Regions from separate parts of the Mus musculus genome. Here region 1 is linked to region 2. A link is a contact called in public HiChIP or PLAC-seq data. All regions are on one chromosome and are shown on one strand. Each heading gives the region's core, a stretch centred on a gene start, on an enhancer-like site or on the middle of the called end of the contact. The rest is flanking DNA. Distances are from core to core; before and after follow the strand shown.

Region 1 (5,968 bases), core at 946-3,445, 830 kb before region 2:
TACAAAGACAAGTTCTAGAGAGTCTGACAAAACAATAACTAGTAAGACTTCCGACTGGCAATGACAAAGGACAGGTTCTTGTTAATCTTGCTTGGCATTGGCAGACAATGTTTTGTTCTTAGGCGGGGAAGGGGTTCCCCCCCTTAATGTCTAAGGCCTATGAGTGAGGCTCAAGAAGCATCCATTTTGACAAAGGCCCACCACACTGACACTCAGTGTTACCTGCCAGGAACAGGGGAGGTTTTTAAAGAGTGTGAGGCATAGCTGCGCAAAGTAAGTACTAAACGATAAACAAAACTCACAGCACACACAAGATAGATCTGGGCAGACACCATGAGTGCCAAAACTCCAGAGGACATGCAAGAAAACCGAATAAAGCTCAACTGAGAAATAAGGATTCAAAGGAGGGGAAGGAATGATCAATCTATATGAGGTAAGACTGTGCAAAGAAAAAGAACATTCTTTAAAATGACAATTCTCAGAAACGCCAAAGGGAAGGCCTTAGATTAATGTTTTATGAAATGTTATTAACCTTGGAATTTGAACGTGGGTTTTGCAAGAAGAAACTTACGAAAAAAAAACATTAAACAATACTATTGGCTGTTCTAGTAATAGAATAATGGTTCCAGCTTAAAACAAGGTATCAACGACTACATACACTATAGTCTTCACCCTTGTCAAAAGCACTCCCAACATAATAATTCTAAGTTGTTTACCCTAAAGACGAACAGTTCATCTTTTCTTAGGAGTAGAGAAAGGGGAACTTTGCCCTTCACTGCCTTCTATGAAACTATGCACCAAAGGACCAGGAGGCGTCATCTGCAGCCCACGAAGTTCACAAATCCCGCTGCTTCCTGATGAAGCACAGTGGGAATAATTACAACAAATGAGTTGCATTATAGTTCTACAAACTTATAACATTAACCCCTCAGTCATTTACAGCCTTCTCTAGGCGCCGTGTGGGGAGATACGATCCCCACCAAGCCACAGGAAATCCAAGTGACAATTTTTTAAATCCGGGAGCAACTTTTCCTATTTCTGAGGGTTCATAGAAGAGGCACTCAAGTGCAAGGTGAGAGCAAAATTTTCTCAGATCTGCCCAGCCTAAAATGATGTAACAAACGAAGCCAGTACTTGTGGCATGTGGACATTGCTTATCTCGCACCGGCAGACAAACTAGAACCCTTGTTTCAAAATGGATCGCTAAACGGAGGAATCGCGTTCAAAGGAGGGGCTGCCACACCGACCCGAAAGTGTTTTGCTGCTTTCTGTCAAAAAGGGAACAGTCACAAACCATCGCGGGGGGTGGTTGGGGGTGAGATAAAAGGACGTAGCTGGTCTGTTTGCTTCGTTAAATAGCGCCCATCGGGACTAACGCATTGACAAATAGCACCATTTCGAAGTTGTCTGGCGAAGAGTAAAATGTCCCCCTAACTTCGGCCTTCTCTTCGTCGGCGAGCCGCCCCCAACAACGCCGAGCTAAACCGGACGTGTCGCGGCTTCTCACAGCCTCGGGTCGCCGCACCCCGCCGCCCTGGAGCCCGCGGGTCCGACCGCCCTTGCCTCGACTGTTCTCCCCGGCATCCCGACACCTTCTCTCCGCGGCCCGCCACGCTCGCAGCGCCGCTGGGCCTCGAGCCCCACGCGAGGGCCGCGGTCCCCGGGCCGAGGAGGCCGGGGTCAGGGCCCGGCCACGCCCCCCTGCGGATAATGGGTGACATGGCGGCTCCCGCCCGGCCGCCCGCCCCCGCGCCCGGCCCGCAGCCTCGCTCACCCACACGAACAGGCTGTCCGACAGCAGGTACTGGGCCACGTCGCGGGCCCGGGGGCCGCCGGCGGTCAGGCGCGCCTCGGGCTGCAGTGGGGCCGTTAGCGGCTCCGGCTCACCCGAGCCGTCCTCCGGCTGACTGAGGGCGCGGTAGGCGCTGACGATGGTGCCCAGCAAGGCCAGGCCGCTGAGGCCCGTGTAGGTGCGGAGGCTGGGCCACGGGAAGCGCTCGAGGAAGAGCAGCGGCATGGCGGCAGCGACGGGCTCCGGCCCCCGAGGCTTCCCGCGCTGCGGCCAGGCGCCTGCGGCGGCCTTGCGAAAGGCGCCCACGGGCTCTGGCGTCGCTGCCGCTGCCGCTGCCGCCGCCGCTGCGCCGGGCCGAGCCGGGCCGCTCCTAGCTGCTCGCGCCGCTCCGCCCCGCGCCGCTCCCGCTGCTGCCCCTGCCGGCGCGGAAGAGCCTCGGCGGACTCGGGGCGGGCCGCCGCCCCTAGCGGGACGCGGGCGGGACGGGCGCGGGGGCGCGGCCTTCGTCCCCCGCCCACAGCCGGCGCTCTGCAACCCCGAGAGCACAGGACCCGGCCTGGGGCCCCGCGTCCCGGCCCCCTGCAGCATCCTTGGCGACCCTGGGCCCACTGAAGCCACGAGCGCACCCGAGCCGGGCTCTGGGGTGAGCCTGGCCCGTAGGCAATGACGGCAGGCCTGTGTGCGTGGTCAGGCGGCAGGGTGAGGGTGCGGGACCCCTGCCCCTGGCCACTTGTCGCTTGTTCCTCCCCGCCAAAGCTGGTAAACCCGCCATCCCACCACCCTGTAGACTAGAGGCTTCCTTGGTGTCCTAAAGAAGCGACATGATGCTTAGGAAATAAGAGAAGCCTTGAGATAGAATATTTTTAAAACGGAGGAACCAATTTAACCAGAAATAAAAATCTGTTCCCTCTTAGCTACAAGTAAGAATGTCAAATGCTGCTTAGTTTCTTGGAAAATACCTGTTCCTAAAAGGTAAACCAAAGGGTGACCTTCGTCCTGGCAGTTACACTGCTTGTTAAGTAAACATCCAAGAGAAATGAAAACAGACACCCACACAAAGTCCCTACATTGAGGCTGACAGTAGCACTACTCCTAAAAACCAGAGAGGCAAACCTCGAATTATAGCGTTTGAAAATAAAGTACAGATAATGCTACAATATCAGAGAATGTTGACGATGTCTGAATCAAGCCACACACAGATATCTAAATTCTGTGTGACCACGCTGATAAGACAAATGCATGCAATGTAGAGTAGAAGGGGAGTTTGAAAGAACTGGAGGTGACAGCTAAAGAAGTGACAGGTTGGGGTACTAGTTTCCTGAAGTGAGAATTTCTAAAGTTGCTGTTATACAACTATGAATACACTCAAAGTCACTGAATTGTACACTATAAACAGCAGGTTATATCTATGTGAATTACATAAGATAACATAGGGTACAGTTTTTAATTATTATATCCCCGAGCCATGTGTTAGTGCCTATCCCAGAATGTAGCTCTGTAAACAGCTTTGAATTTTCCAAATTTTCTAATGTGGAGAAATTGTCTTTGTAGTATTTTTTCATGCCAAATATTTCTATAGATCTTTTAAATCTGAAAATTAACCACTGTTATAATTCTTAAAAACATCTCATCATGAGTCTTTGTACAATATAGTTCCCTTTGGTTCGTTCCCAGTCATTTGCAACATGGCTTGTGAGATGAACCATTTGCTACAAACTGGAGTTTGATTCTCATAACTCCCCCAAGTTGTCCTCGGACTTCCATATCTGTGTCTCCCCCACACATAACTAAATGTAAAAATAAAATACCAAGCCGGAACACTATTGTCCAAATAATGGAAATCTTTATTCTGAAAAAAACTTGGGTGGTAATTTTCCAGAGAGATTTTTACAAGGTCAGATCTGAGTCACGATGATTTTTAAACCATTCATTTGTGATGCACACTCAATGTAAGCTACAACCCAGCAGTATTAGATACCAAACTTGTCCTTTCATATTGATGATAACAAAGCTGCCTTCTTTCATCTCAGAAGCGTGGGCTCTCTGAAAATCCAGCATCTGTAACAGATGAAATTAACCCAGCTCAGCTACACTTTAAGATAAGGCCAAAGATTTTGGATGGCTTCTGTTTTGAAAGAGAACAGTCATTGTTCTATTCCTTTACCCTCAAGAAAGTGCTCTGCATGTCATCCTTCCTTCGAGGACCTGTTTGAGATGCTTGTTCTCAGTCTAACCCAGTCTGGCCTCCAGCTCTCGGCAATTCCCCTACTGAAACTCCTGTTAGGGTTAGAGAATGGAGGGCATGAACCACCACACCCAAGCAAACACCTTCTGTTTCCCGAACCCTTTTCCTCCTCCTTCCCTCCTTCCCTCCCTCCCTCTCCTCTCTGCTGCACTACTGGAAGCTTTACTTTGAAGACAGGGTCTTGATAGTCTTGAACTCCTGGGCTTTAAACAATCAGCTTGGCTCAATCTCCCAGGAAGCTAGGACTTTGGAGCATGCCACAGGCCAGTGCAAGAAGGATAAACTCTACAGTCCTTTTAAAGATTATGTGAATTTGTGTGTGCCTGCACAAGCTAATGTGTATCACATGTACCCTGGTGTATCACACGTATGCGTATCACACCTACCTACCAGGTCTCAGATCCTCTGAAACTGCAATCACAGGCAATTGTGTGTTGCCATGTGGGTGCTGAGAATTAAACCTGGGTCTTCTGAGTAGCCAGAGCTCTTAACTGCTGAGCCATCTCTCTAGCATCTCCTCTAAAGTCTTAACCAGAAGCCAGATCAAAGTAGCTCCCACTTGTAACCCTGCAGATGAAGAAACAGTCCTTAATGATAGGAACAACAGGTAGTTAACACAACTGTGTTGCAACTGTAAGTATCCAGTCTTCAGGCTCTGAATCCAATGACTCCATCAATTGCAGGTAAGTGAATCTAAGGACATGCTACAGAAAAAAAGGGAAGAGAGAGCTAGGCAATGGTGGCTTACACCTTTAATCGAAGCATCTGGGAGATGGAGGCAGGCAGACCTCTGAATTCAAGGTCAGCCTTGTCTACAGAGTAACATAGAGAGCCTATCTCAAGGGGGGAGGGGGGGGAGATGGATAACATTGATCGATAGTCCAAACCATCACTATGCCAAAGTGGTCCCTTACACAATGGACCTTACCACAGACAAGGAAACTTGTCTTTGTGGGATCACTACTGGTCTACGAAGTTGAGCAACCCTCCACCAATATCCCAAACAATTAGTCATTCAGTTTTAAATATTTTTATTGAAATAACAGTGAAATAAAACTTTTAAAAAGAACAATGATCATTTTGATCAAACTTTTGCTTTACAAATATAAAAACATAACCCAAAACTCCAGTTTCTTTATACATTCCTATAAACAAACCAGGTTCAAATTCTCAAAGTCACAACTATAAATGGTGCTTGTATACTATATATGAACATAATTACCAACTTCTCTGTTTGGAGGACACATGGACTGAACCCAAACCTTCCTAGGCAAACGCTTTCCCACTGAACAGCAGCATCCCTAGCCAAAGCTTTGCTTTCTCAACACGCTGCTCTTCTCTCAATGGAACAGTATAATGCCTGCATTTCTTCCAACTTAGCTCTAGCCTTAATCCCTCACTAGAATACAAAGTGCACTTAACTGGCTTAATCTTGATATATTTGGTTGGGTTTTTTTTCCCCCCTCATAGCCATGTGTGTTATATGAGTTAATAGTAAAGTGAATTTAATGGCTCCAGATGAATTACAGCTTGTATTTAAACAGAGGCAAACTCAAGTGAGTCCAGTTTAACCCAAGCAAGAGATAGAAAACAAGTGGAATGTGTTGGAAAATCTAATCTTAAACTACAAAAGCTAAGCTTCTTTCATAGAAAACTGAAAATCCTCTCCAGCAGCCAGCAACCCAAACACTAAACCAGTAAAAGCTTTTTAAGTTTGGGGAGCTGAGAACACAAAAATAAGTCACTGTCATAAACGTGTAGCCAGCTTGGATTGCAGAACAGCAAGTTAAATGGATAAGCCAAGAGGAGAGCTGAGCTGATGAAAGCCACAGCTTGGGACAGCTCATCATGCAGGAACCATGTAAGGTGCCCTTGAGAGATAATGGCCACTAGACTAACATTTTATGGACCAGGCTCAGCCTTAAGAGCAC
Region 2 (6,739 bases), core at 2,035-4,534:
TAAAAAAAATAAAAAAAAAGACTGACTAAGAAACCCTGGGACAGTAAGTCCTGTAACACACTCTACAGAGGCTGGTCAATGAATCATGTTCATCAAAGGCCTCAGGTCCACCTCTTCGTTTCCAACAGCCTTGGTAACACCTTCCTCTTCCTCCTATAATGATGCTTGTAAGGAAAATATGCAAAGCTCCCCTTTCATCCTTTGGACCTCACCGGAGAGCCTTGCCTTTGACATCCCTGTACCAGTGGGGTTGTCAGGAAATTATTAAACAACACATTCGGCGTCCCATAATGAGAGGGACCTCATGAGTAGATTAAACCTTAAACTTCCCCCTCCATCAAAACACACACACCTACAGTTTCTAGTCAGCACTTCCTTAGTAGACAATGTTCTTTTAAGATCTAGAAGTGTAACCATGTTCATCTGTTTTGTTTGTTTGCTTTTGTTAATCTATTTAAAACAAACAAACAAACAAAAAACAAAAAAAGGCTCACAACCATCTGTAATAAGATCAGATGCCCTCTTCTGGTGTGTCTGAAGACAACTACAGTGTACTTACATATAATAAATAAATATTTAAACAAACAAACAACAACAACAAACCAAAACAAACCCAAAATTATTGAAAAAGAAAAAACTCCGTCTCCAGCAGCCGAGCAAGATGCCCAAAGGGAAGAAGGCCAAGAGGAAGAAGGTGGCCCCGGCGCCCGCCGTCGTCAAGAAGCAGGAGGCCAAGAAGGTGGTCAACCCTCTGTTCGAGAAGAGGCCCAAGATCTTCGGCATTGGACAGGACATCCAGCCCAAAAGAGATTTAACGTGCTTCGTCAAATGGCCCCACTACATCAGGCTGCAGTGGCCAAGAGCCATCCTCTACAAGCGGTTCAAAGTCCCTCCAGCCATTAACCAGTTCACCCAGGCACTGGACAGGCAGACAGCTACTCAGCTGCTTAAGCTTGCCCACAAGTACAGGCCAGAGACAAAGCAAGAGAAAAAGCAAAGGCTACTGGCCCGTTCTGAGAAGAAAGCTGCTGGCAAAGGCGACGTCCCAACTAAGAGACCTCCTGTCCTCTGAGCAGGAGTCAATACAGTCACCACCTTGGTGGAGAACAAGAAGGCTCAGCTGGTGGTGATTGCCCATGACGCAGACCCTATTGAGCTGGTGGTTTTCCTGCCTGCCCTGTGTCGAAAGATGGGGGTGCCCTACTGCATCATCAAGGGAAAGGCCAGACTGGGGCACCTGGTCCATAGGAAGACATGCACCACTGTTGCCTTCACACAGGTTAACTCGGAAGACAAGGGTGCTCTGGCTAAGTTGGTGGAATCTATTAGGACCAATTATAATGACAGATATGACGAGATCCGTTGCCACTGGGGAGGCAACGTCCTGGGTCCTGAGTCTGTGGCTCGCATTGCCAAGCTGGAAAAAGCAAAAGCTAAAGAACTCGCCACTAAATTGGATTAAATGTACACTAAATTTTCTGTACCTAAATATAATTACAAAATTAAAAAAGAAAAAAAATTCCAGTGCCTAAGCCAGCATACTTAGGAGCTGTGACTCAGGGCTGTTTCACAACTAAAGAGGTGAAGTAGAAGTCAATGTCACATAACTGTCACATAACTGACCTTGTTTGTTAGACGCTCCTCCAACTGACACCATCAACCCATGGCTTTTTAAAAATGTTAATACCGGGTGAATATGCATTTGCTTTTAATACTAGTACTCTCCAGACAAAGGTAGGCAGATCTCTGGGAGTTTGAGGCTGGTCTGCTAAGTTACCAGCAGGCAGTAAGAGCAGTGCCTCTCCTCTGGGAGTAACTTCTGGAGGTGGGTTTATTTATCTTTAAGGCACCTAAGAACCATAATCTTAGGCTTGGGTCCCATTTAAGGTGGCAGAGAGGCTGGGGGTGACTCAGTGGTAGCAGGTCCAGCTGATTAGGGATAGGGTCACAGTTCAGTGGTATGTGCTTAACCTAGCATGACCTGGGTCCACTCTTCAATACCACAAAGCGAAACAAACACCAACCAATAGCCAAGAATGTCGGAGCCTTCGTGTAACCCTAGCTCTCTCGGGAGACTGGTGAAGGAGTTCTGAGGACAGTTTACGCTCCTCGGTGAAACTCTTCTCTCAAAAGCCATTCATTATCAGGGCTCTGGGAAGGGCGAGGCTGTGCTTTGCAAGCATAAGGAGTTTGAGCCCCAGAACCCACATAGAAAACCTTGGGTGTGGGCTACCAAGATGATTCAGTGGGTTAGGGGTGCTTGCTACAAAGCCTGACAACCTGAGTTTAACCCTCAGAACTCAAAGTGGAAGCAGACACTCCTCCCCAACACACACAGAATCTTTATATATGTGTGTATACATGCATACACATACATATATATACATACACATATATGTGTACATACATATAAGTATATATGTATGTGTGTGTATATATATTTCAAAAGCTCGTGTGGCAAAGTTTGTTATCCAGCCTTAACTGGTACGCTTCAGGCCAACTAGAGGCCCTGTCACAAAGAAGGTGGCCACAGTTTGATGAAACACCAAGTTGTCCTCTGGCCTCCACACACATGCGTATGCACCTATACATACATGTTCCCCCACCCCATGACCATGACACTAAACATACACCGTTTACTTCTAGCAAACATCAAGACTTCCCTGGTAGAGCAAGCGAGGCAGTCCGCTCTACTCTGAAGACCCGCAGCTTGGACTCAGGCACCGAGAAGCGAACTTCTCCCGACCTTGCAAATGGCTAGTGATCGCTAGGGACCACACCCCGGCACAGGGGCAACTCTCCAGGACAAAAGCCTGGGTGGCTCCTTCTATAAACAAGCATCCTAGGACATAAATGCCGGGCTCGAATGGACAACCTGTGGCTCCAGGTTCTCCCCACCTTTGGTGCTTTCCGCCAAGTGCCCTGGAGGAGACTCAAGGTCACCACCGATGGCTAGGAGTAAACTGACGGTCCCGATGCCAGCTCCGGGTTTCCACGCGGAAAAAGGCGGCGGACGAGCCCCGGCGTCCAGCACGCCGCGTGCAGGGCCCCGGCCGCCGCGGCCCCTCACCCCGGCTTCCCCAAGGGGTGACAATGACGGCGCCAGAAGCCGAAGCGAGAGCACGGGAGACCAGAGTGGCCCCTAGGAGGGCCGTTAAGCCCGCTCAGATGCTCGAGCGACCCCGAGCGTCCTCACCTTCCTCGTAGCCTGAAAACCCGCTCCGCGGACGCCGGCTTCTCGTCCTGGTCTCTCGCGAGAAGACGCCGCACAACACCTGAGTCCTAGTGAGCGGACGCGGCCCCACTGACGCGTGACGCTGCCCGGCGCGTCGCCGCCCTCAGCGTGCGTGCGTGCCCACTTCCAAGATGGCGGCGACAGCAGCCGTGTCTGGTGTCCTCGGCCGCTTGGGCTGGAGGCTCCTGCAGCTGCGGTGCCTGCCCGGTGAGGTGACAGCCAGCCGAGCCGGGGCGCGAGGGGGAAAAACGGGAAGAAGGCGCAGGGCGGATCTGGGCTTGGCGTGGGATGATAGAGGCTCTGGTCGGGGCTAGCAAGGTAAAGGGCATCGGCGTGGAGCCGCTGGAGTCGCGAGCTGGAAAAAGCCACTTAAGGGTTTCAGTCGCCGGACTTTGAGCTGTGAGGGGGCAAAAGCCGCGGGGCAGTCCTGTCACCCCGGTTCCCCAGAGGTAATGGAGCTTCAGAGAGGGCTCGGTGTGCCCAAGGTCACAGAGCTCGTCCGTTCCAAAGCGTTCTCCGTCGCCGTAGGCGCTGTGCCAGCCTCGCTGGAGAAACCGACCGAACAGCCACAGAGTCAGTTATTGCCACACCACGTCACTAAGCTGGTGACATTCGTCATTTGCTGCCATATGCCCCGTATTTTTATCTCCACAGTAATAGTAGACATTTACTTTTAGAAACTTTGTACATTGTCATTAAGTGGAAAAGCAAAAATCGCTGTCCGTATATAGAATCTTTCTGCACTGACACAGTGACAAAAAATATGCAACTAAAATCTCCATGAACCGCAGAGATCTCGCAACCATACTTTGGGGGCTCCTCACTTCAAATTTTCTGGGCCTATAGCAAATGCTGATGTTGTTAAGCATGCTGTTCTGTGTTTCTTTCCTTATTATTTTCAATGACTTCCTTTGTGGCATTTTTAGCTAGAGTTTCAGACGAAATATGTTTAACAAAAATAATGCAATGTGAGCCAACAAATCCAGTCATAGGGTATTTACCCATGAAATTGTGTCCACAAAAAGTTCAACTGTATTCCCGACAACTTTATATTAGGTGGGCCCTTAAAGCCCAAACATTCATCTTTTTTTCAATGTTATGCAAGCAGTTTACAACAGGTATCTCCGAAGTAACCGTCCCCTTTCTGAAGTATTTGAGATAAAGTCTCACTCTATATTTCTGGCTGACCTGGAACTCACTGTAATATAGACCAGACTGACCTGGAACTTAGAGAGATTGGCCTGGTCCTGCCTCCTGAGTGTTTTCTTTCTTTTTTTTTTTTTTTTAATCAGAGTTTACTTTTTTTTTTTTTTTTTTTTTTGGTTTATTTATTTATTATATGTAAGTACACTGTAGCTGTCTTCAGACGCACCAGAAGAGGGCATCAGATCTCTGTTACAGGTGGTTGTGAGCCACCATGTGGTTGCTGGGATTTGAACTTCGGACCTTTGGAAGAGCAGTCGGGTGCTCTTACCCCCTGAGCCATCTCACCAGCCCCCTGAGTGCTCTTAAAAGAGTGTGTCATCATGCTTTTCTTTTTTATTCCTTTTCTTTTTTCTTTTTTAAAAACTTGTTAGTCCTGCCTCAGCCTGAGTTATATAGGAAGTCTATGTCTCAAAATAATACGGGCTGGCCTTTTGATTTGTGTGTGTGTGTTTGTGTTTAAAGCAGATGAAGTTTAACAAAGATGTTCATGTAGGCTTGAGCACAGTGGTTGTGGAAAAAAGACAGGCACTCAAAAGAAAGTGAGACAGATCCAGGAAAATGGCTTTTCAGAGATTTATAAAACATTCAAAACATTTCTAACTGTTGTCACAGACTATGAGTTACCTATACTGTTCTTGTAAAATACACTAATTAGGAGGAGAGGGAGAGGCTCTGCAGTTAAGAGTGCATCCTGCTGTTGCAGAGGATGCTAAGTTGGCTTCCCGGCACACACGTTGGGCTGCTCACAACTACCTTAACTCCAGCACCAGGGAATCTGATGCCTTCTTCCTACCCCCACACAGATTGACACAATATACATAATTAAAAGCTAAATAATGGTCTGGAGAGATGGCTCAGTTGTTAAGTGCACTGGCTATTCTTCCAGAGGACCCAACTTTAGTTCCTGCCAGACACATGGATCCAGCAGCCCCTCTAGCCTCCATGAACACAAAGCATGCATATGTAGCACAGACATGCATACAGGCAAAACACCCATACACATAAATCTAGAATGTATACTAAGCAGGGCTTGAGAAATGGCTCATTAAGAGCACTCACTGTTTTTGCAGCTGCCCTGGGTTCAGTTCCTAGCCCCCTCTTCTCATCTTTGTGGGCATCAGGCAGACATGTACACATACATACATGCAGGTGAAACACTCATACACATGAACAAATCTTTAAAACTTAGCCAGACAGTGGTGGGACATGCCTTTAAAAAGCCTTTAACCCCAGCATTCAGGAGGCAGAGGCAGGCAGAACTCTGAGTTCGAGGCCAACCATATCTACAGAGTGAGTTTCAGAACAGCCAGAGCTACACAGAGAAAAACCTGTCTTGAAAAACCAAATAACCAAATAAATAAATAAGTAAAATATATGAAACAAAAGAAACTTTAGAGAAATCTGAAGACGAGCAAAAACTCACCCAGAGTGTGAGTTTCAGATCAGAAGAATGAGGACTGACTGAAAGCTGGGGGTGGGGGGGAGATTTTCTGGGTGATGGTCATGTCTGCCTACATAGGATTCGAGTTCTACAAGTGTATGTGTCTGCATTGCGAACAGGACTGTGTTTAAGATGTGTATATTTCATCTTATATAAACAGTCCCTAAAGGAACAGTAAACTGTTACATGGGCTGAAATGTTGGCGCTGAGGATTCCTGAGATCTGCAATAAGTATGAGAGTAAAGTGGTTAGTGAGCACATGATAAGTGTGCAGCAGCTAGAAGGATATGCAAATGTTCACAGCTCCTTCAACTTGTCTACATGTTTGCAGATGTTGATGTTAAGATGTTGGGAAAGGGGAATGGAGAGATGGTTCCAAGATTAAGAGCACTGAGTGCTCTTCTAGAAGTCCTGAGTTCAATTTCCAGCAACCACATGGTGGCTCACAACCATCTGTAATGGGATCTGATGCCCTCTTCTGGTAAATCTGAAGACAGCTACAGTGTACTCATCACATATAATAAATAAATAAATCGATAGATAGATAAATAAAATGTTTTTTAAAAATGCTGGGAAAGAAAACAAGTAGTTTCAAACACTACTGGTATTTCCTAAGGTCGTGAGGCTGCAGGGGCTGGGGAGATGGCTCAAGGGTAAAATGCTTGAGTGTGAGAACCAGAGTTCTGGTCCTGAGAACCCTCATAGGATGCAGCATGTGATGGTGCATGCCTTTGATCCCAGCACTCAGGAGGCAGAGACGCAGATTTCTGGAAGTTTGAGGCCAGCCAGGACTACATAGTGAGACCTTGACCAAGGAAAGGAAGGAAGGAAGGAAGGAAGGAAGGGGAAGGGGAAGG

Evidence for each region. HiChIP or PLAC-seq counts read pairs in DNA pulled down with a chosen protein or histone mark.
Region 1: a contact with region 2 is called in an HNF4G HiChIP or PLAC-seq map of pancreatic cancer cells. The contact joins the promoter of Amfr here to the promoter of Ciapin1 in region 2. A contact is called at or near these places in 1 of 39 promoter capture datasets (liver), 1 of 484 Hi-C or Micro-C datasets (embryonic stem cells) and 1 of 115 datasets of contacts at active chromatin or transcription factors (pancreatic cancer cells).

The regions. Positions count from the first base shown.
Region 1 is chr8:94,010,445-94,016,412 of GRCm38.p6, forward strand. Amfr (autocrine motility factor receptor) reads right to left here and starts at 2,196. Exons shown (of 14, transcript NM_011787.2): 1 at 1,775-2,196. The coding sequence starts at 2,017.
Region 2 is chr8:94,835,056-94,841,794 of GRCm38.p6, forward strand. Ciapin1 (cytokine induced apoptosis inhibitor 1) reads right to left here and starts at 3,285. Exons shown (of 9, transcript NM_134141.4): 1 at 3,197-3,285. Coq9 (coenzyme Q9) reads left to right here and starts at 3,358. Exons shown (of 9, transcript NM_026452.3): 1 at 3,358-3,442. The coding sequence starts at 3,367. It also overlaps the pseudogene Gm7418.